Regions from separate parts of the Mus musculus genome. Here region 1 is linked to region 2. Evidence: chromatin contacts called from public HiChIP or PLAC-seq data. All regions are on one chromosome and are shown on one strand. The core of a region is the stretch at or near the end of the contact, and the rest is flanking DNA. Distances in the headings are between cores, read along the strand shown.

Region 1 (3,044 bases), core at 353-2,852, 2.2 Mb before region 2:
GTGGAAAATGTAAGCTGAATAAATCCTTTCCTCCCCAACTTGCTTCTTGGTCATGATGTTTGTGCAGGAATAGAAACCCTGACTAAGACAGATGGGGAAAATATCTATGGTCCTCTTTTACCTCTGACCTCCTGAGACCCGTGCAGTACTGTATCTCATGCAGTCCATGGTCACTGTCTCCTTCTAACCACCAATCAACCCCACTGCCAGGCTGACTCTCCTCCGCCCCCCCCCCCCCCCCCAGATCGGTGAGCTCTGGGAATCAACCTTCCAGTTCAACTTCCTTCGAGGCTGGCTTCAAAGATGCTGACCATGTCGGCCCACACCACCCTGCACAGATCCTTGCTATATCTCAGACCAGGAGGTTGAGCTTGAGGATAGACCGGAAGGCTTCTCTGGGTCACATCCCTGAAAGGCCTTGGGACAGACCTGTCACTAAATGGACCAGAAGAGCCAACCTGCAGCTCCCAGGGGCAGAGTTCAGGAATGGGGTTGGCAAGGCCAAGGATCTTCAACAAGCAGTGTGGGACAGGGAGAACAGAGGATGGGGCTTGGAAGCCAGAGTTGGAGGAAGCTGTTTCGAAGGAGACAGGAAACAAGGACAGAGGCCTGGGGAGGAGGCTCAGCAGGGGCTAGGAAAGCAATCTGGGACGCAAAGCAAGGCTGGGCTTGGGTATAACGACAGAGAACTTGATTTCCTTATGGAGTCTTAGACGGGACCCTTTCAAGCACTGGGAGTTTCTCCAGGCGCGGACAGAGCTGGATCAGATGGGCCAGGGGTCCCCCCTTTCCTGGGCTGGGGGACCGAGCAGATCTAAGAAGAGCTGCGGGCACAGGGTTTGAAAGACTCAGGCCCTGAGGAAGTGGGGGGATCCCTCTAGGGGAAGACTCGAGGGTCTGCGCTTTGGTGCAACAGGCAGGGCCTTCGGGGGTCCGGGATAACTCTGCGCCACCGGGTCACCGGGGTGGGTGGGCGGCGCCCGCTCCCGGCCAGGCTGCGCGCAGCTGCCAGGGTCCGAGCGGAGCGACAGACTGGGGCGCCGCCCCTCCGGGTCGGGGGGCGGGGCGTGAGGAGGGGGCGCGCGGACCCCGCCCCGCCGGGAGAGAGAGAGGGGCCAGCCTCGCGCCCCCGGTTCCGGTTCCGGTCCGGCTCGCGCCCCTCCCGGACACTCACTGATTCGTGCCTCCAGAGTCTCCGGCTCCATCGCGGGCTCCATCCGCCACGGGCCCCCGGCCTCGGCGCCGCCCCCCGCCCCCCGGCCGCTCTCGCGGGAACTCCTCGGCTCCGCCCTCGGCCGGTTAAAGGGGCCGCGTCCACCCCGCGGAGTAGGAACGCGGCACCGGGACGCCGGGCACCATCGAGACGCGGGTGGAGCCGCCTAGAGCGTCGCCTCGTCGGCGCCCCTCCCCCTGGCGGCTGGCGGAGTCGCCGGTGGGGCTGGTCGGCGGCCTCGCAGCTCCGGGCGCTCGGGCGGGAGAGGAAGAGGAGAGCCTGGGGGTGGCGGGCGGCACCATAGAAACCCCGCGGGACCGCTCTAACTCAGTTAGCGTCACGCAGAGACCCGTGACCGCTTCCGGGACAACGCTCCGGAGCCATGTTTCTGAAGGGGTTCTGAAGTCACTTCCGGAGCCCTCAGGGGTACTTCCGCTTACGTGGGAAGATGTCAAAGTCCCTTAAAAGGGCAACTGGGCACTGTGGCCGCCGCCAACGCGATGAGGTTAAGCTAACGTTTGTTTAGCTCTTAAAGCCCTAGGCATTGTTCTGAGCAGTTTTTTCCCCTTTGAGACAAGGGCTCACTGTCTTGCTCTGGCAGTCCTGAAGCTCGCTCTGTAGAATAGGCTGGCGTGGAATTCCTGAGATCCGCCTTTTTCCGCCTCCCAAGTGCAGACATTAAAGAAGTGTGCCACCACGCCCAGCAAAGGGCTAAGTCTTTTTTTTTTCTTAACCTATGAATCTACATTCAAACCCGGGAGCCAGGTTATGAGTTTGCCTGAGGTCATTAGGGGTCAGTGCTTGCACCGAGTACTTAATTCTGCATTCAGTTTAGAAACTCCTTGCATTTGGGTTATTCGGTGCCCAGCCCTGGAGAGAAAGACAAGGCCAGATATATATCCTACAAGGTGATGATAACGCCCGCACTTATCAGACAGAGGCAGGAGGTTATCAGTTCAAGGCCAGTGTGGAATATCGTATCTCAAAGCACGTAACACTCTCAAGGTGATGGGGAAGCCAGAGAGGTGGTGGCAAAATGAGAGGTTATCTTTCCCCAAACTGGAATGGTGACGACGTCAGGCTCTTTTTTTGAGGTGGTTTAGGAGGAGGCAAAATGTGAGGTACTTTCACCCGCTTTTTCCACCCTCTGCGGTCGCCTTGGCTAATTCTCAGGAATGCCAGTTCGCTCTCTGTAGCCTCTGGCGGCCGTCGGGGGAACTGGCTACTGTGCCCTCTCCAGCGAGCCTGTGCCAGGAAGAGTTAAAGAGCATCTGAGACCAAGGAACCGGCGAATCCAGTTCCGCATGCCTGTGGCCTTGGAGGGATCAGTATTCACCTTGCAGAACCAGTTACCTCATTTCAGTCGGGTTTTCTTCTGAACCCAACTCTCAGTGAGACGTTTAATTCTCTCCTGCAACCTATAAGATACGGGAGAGGGTAACAAGATGGGCTCCGCCTGCTTTGTTTTCTTTATTTTTAAAATTGTTAATGAAATAAAACCCAACTGCAGGCCGGGCAGTGGTGGCGCACGCCACCTAGCACTTGAGAGGAAGAGGCAGGTGAATCTCCGAGTTCAAAGTCAGCCTGGTCTACGGAGCGAGTTCCAGGACCCAGGGCTACACAGAACAAAACCCAAAACAAAAACCCAAACTGCATTTGCCAAATTGATTTAAAGTCAGATCACTACTCACAGGCACTTTTGGTGGAGCGACAGAGGCAGGGTCTCCTGTAAGCCTAGGCAGGCCTTGAACGCACTATAGACTTGATCTCTGATCCTTCTTTCTCCACCTTCTGCGTGCATCACCACACCTGCAAGAGAATAGGACTTCTT
Region 2 (3,222 bases), core at 141-2,640:
GGGTGCTATCCCTTCTCTAGTCATGCATGTGTGGAAGTTTACCTAAACCAGAATGCTAACAACAGGTCTTCAGGACACTTGGGGCCTGGGAGGAACATGGTTGTGAGTCAGAGACCTGATTTCCAATAAACGTAAGGAATATACAGGAGTATGGAATTTGTTTATTCTTGAGCTAGCTTCCTAAGGCCTGTAAGGTGATTTCCCTGAGTAAAGGAGTGGGGGATGGGCTGTAAGTAGCAGAAGGTATTATTCACTTTGGCATCCTGGTAGACTTGCCAAGAGAACCCCCAGAGTGCCAGGCATGGTGGTGCAGGTCTTTAATTCCAGTTGGGAGGCAGAGACAAGCAGATCTCTGTGAGTTGTGGGTGGCCAGGCTGGCCTACATAGTGAGTTCCAGAATGGCCAGTGCAACATATAGTGAGACCCTGTATCAAAAAAAGAAAGAAAGAAAAGAAAAAGAAGAAAGAAAAACATTTTTAAAAAAGAAAAGAGAAAAAAAAAAACCAACTTCCCGTGAGAAGAGAGTTTTGGGCCTTGGTTTCCTGGGACACAGTAAATTTGCATATATCCTTGGTGGACCTGGCAGGTGGCCCTCTGGGGCAATGACCTTCACAAACTGATGGCTGTTTTCATAAAGGGCAGAAGAGTGCTATACCCTCAGCGATTCCCAGAAATTGCACATCTCTCTGGACTGACTTGATTACTACCTGTTTGACACCCTCTTGTCTGTGCAAGACATACCTTATAACTTAAAACCCCCTCTTTCTTCTATTCCAACTCTTTCTTTCTTCTACTCCAACTCTTTCTTTCTCCAACTCTGAGGTTGGGACGAAAGAGGTGGGTTAGGGAGTGAACCCAATAATCCTTCGCTGTTCCTGTACTTGCATCTTGTTGACCTTTATACCGTCGCGCAAGAGTGGTGGTAGGTGCGTTTTTCAAGATCCTGCTCTAATACTCCGGTCAGCTAGGCCAGAGCCTTGCACACACAAGCCCGAATTTCTGTACACATTGGCACAGGCATCCCCCCCCACCCCCCGCGCGCGAGCGCGACATGGGAGGCTTAGGGGCGCTTTGCACTCTCGAGGAGTCTGAAGTCTGGGGGCCTCTCCAGACCCCGAAGCTGATGGTACCTCTCCAAGGGCGGACTCCCCAAATCCCCCCACCCCCCGCCCTTCTCCGGATCCCCTCCTGGACCCCACCCCCTTCTGTTCACCTTCGAGGGTGGGTGGGCTCTCTGGCGTCCTCGCTCGTCCATTGGAGGTGGCCGCCGCGTCGTCTTGGCCCTCGCGGCGCTTCCATTGGCTTGCGCGAGGCCCACGTGATCAGGAGGGCGAGGGGGCGGTGGCGTGGGGGGGGGGTCCGCAGCGAAAACAAAGATGGCGGCCGCGCCGGGGTTGGTGGCCGGGGCGGCTGCGGGCCGACGGGCGGGCCAGGCCCACTGAGGCAGCTGCACGGTGGGCAGGCTGCGGGGTCGCCGCGGCAGTGAGAAGCCGGCAAGGGCGCGCGGCGACCCTAACTTCCAGCCGGCGAGCGCGCCGGCACCCGCCCGCCGGGCCGGCCGGCCGTGATGTCCGGCGCCGAGGAGGCCGGCGGGGGTGGCCCGGCTGCAGGGCCCGCGGGTGCCGTGCCGGCCGGGGTCGGGGTAGGGGCCGGGCCTGGGGCTGCCGCGGGGCCGGCTGCGGCGGCTCTGGGCGAGGCGGCGGGGCCCGGGATCCCGGACGAGGCGGCCCTGGCCGGCGCTCGGCAGCTGCAAGAGGCGGCCGGCGACCCCGACGCGCCGCCCAAGAAGCGGCTGCGGGCGGCCGAGGCAGCCGAGGCGGCGGCGGCGGCAGTGGCAGCGGGCAGTGGAAAGCTGGAGGAGCGTCTCTACTCGGTGCTGTGCTGCACCGTGTGCCTGGACCTGCCCAAGGCTTCCGTGTACCAGGTAGGGCCGCCGGCCCGGCCCGGCGCCGCGTTGCCTGGAGGCCTGTGGCCGGTGGCCGGGAATCCTTCCTATCCAAACATCCACCTTCCAGGTCTACGAAACCCCGCTCCTGTCTCTCGAGGCTCCTTATCCTTTCTTGCTCTGAATCTCATTTTCTGTGTTCGATGGTACCCTTTACTCCCCAGTCTGAATTTCCATTCTCCTCCGTAGATCTCTTCACCTTCTGGTTCCTCCAGGGTGCCTCCTTGATAGATTCCACATTCTTTTCAGCTGACCATGTAGAGATCTGTGAACAGGTACCCACCCTTTTCTACTGCTCATCAATACTGTCCCTCACTTCTAGACCCCTGGGTGAAGAAACTTCTTTCCTGGAGACAGGGCTCCAATTCTGGCAGCCACACCCCCAAAAGTGTCCTTCCATATCTGAACAACTAAGTAAATCTTCTTTTGTGCCCTGGGGAGTCAGTCCTGTGTCCTTCTGAAGACCTGGAAGAAAGGAGGGCCTCTCATCCCTTCTCAGTTCTGATCTGGAGGAAGCAATCCGCAACAAACTTTACTGTCAGGGTACTTTCTCCTGCCCCAGCCTAGCCAGTATTTCTATTCGGGGCCACCTCACCCATACCAAGCTGGCTTCCAAGGTTGCCAGTATCCAGGAACTTTGTCCTGCCTTCCCACTTGAAGACCCAGCATGCCAGTCAGTCTCAGAGTCCTGGTCTGTGTGGGTCTAACATGTCCTCTTCCAGGTAAAAGAGAGCAGACCTCTGGTTCAGTGGGAAATGTCTGTCCACCTTCCCCTGGTCTTTCTGCCTCAGTTCCCAGCCTCTTTGAAAAACAGAGCAGAGTCTCTTGTCAGCTTTCTTTGTACTTTCAGGAGCTAAAAGTGGCTGGTGGGGCCTGTTTCCCTGCTTTTCTTTACACAGAAGACCTGGCTGAGGGCCAGTAGAGGTCTAGTCTGTGTAGCCGTTTCCCTCTCCTTTGGATCTCCGTGTTCTTTCTGCCTTGGCTTGTGGTTTTGAGGTGGTGTGGGGTGATCCTGATGACCTGGATGGGGCAGTCACCCTCCTAGGTGTTAGGCCGGGCGAACTGGAGACAAGTTTCCCACAGCTGCTGATTCTAGCACCGGTATTTACCTCTCATTTTAGGGGCCATCAGAACCTGCTCACAGCTAGCCTTTTTCTTGTCTTGGCTTCTCGGCCCTTCTTAGTGGGGGGAGTTCTTCCTTTCCTAGGATTTCGTGAGAATCCAGCAAGACAGGCCAATGGAAGGGGGTCCCAAGGAATTCAGGGGTTTCCCAGTTG

The links. HiChIP or PLAC-seq counts read pairs in DNA pulled down with a chosen protein or histone mark.
Region 1: a contact with region 2 is called in an H3K4me3 HiChIP or PLAC-seq map of embryonic limb bud, with 4 times the contacts expected there. The contact joins the promoter of Gga1 here to the promoter of Cyhr1 in region 2. A contact is called at or near these places in 2 of 115 datasets of contacts at active chromatin or transcription factors (embryonic limb bud and fetal liver) and 1 of 9 other capture datasets (adipose tissue).

Annotation. Positions count from the first base shown.
Region 1 is chr15:78,875,748-78,878,791 of GRCm38.p6, reverse strand. Gga1 (golgi associated, gamma adaptin ear containing, ARF binding protein 1) reads right to left here and starts at 1,602. Exons shown (of 17, transcript NM_145929.2): 1 at 1,175-1,602. The coding sequence starts at 1,217.
Region 2 is chr15:76,655,062-76,658,283 of GRCm38.p6, reverse strand. It overlaps Cyhr1 (cysteine and histidine rich 1), which reads left to right and starts at 1,390. Exons shown (of 4, transcript NM_001357882.1): 1 at 1,390-1,924. The coding sequence starts at 1,568.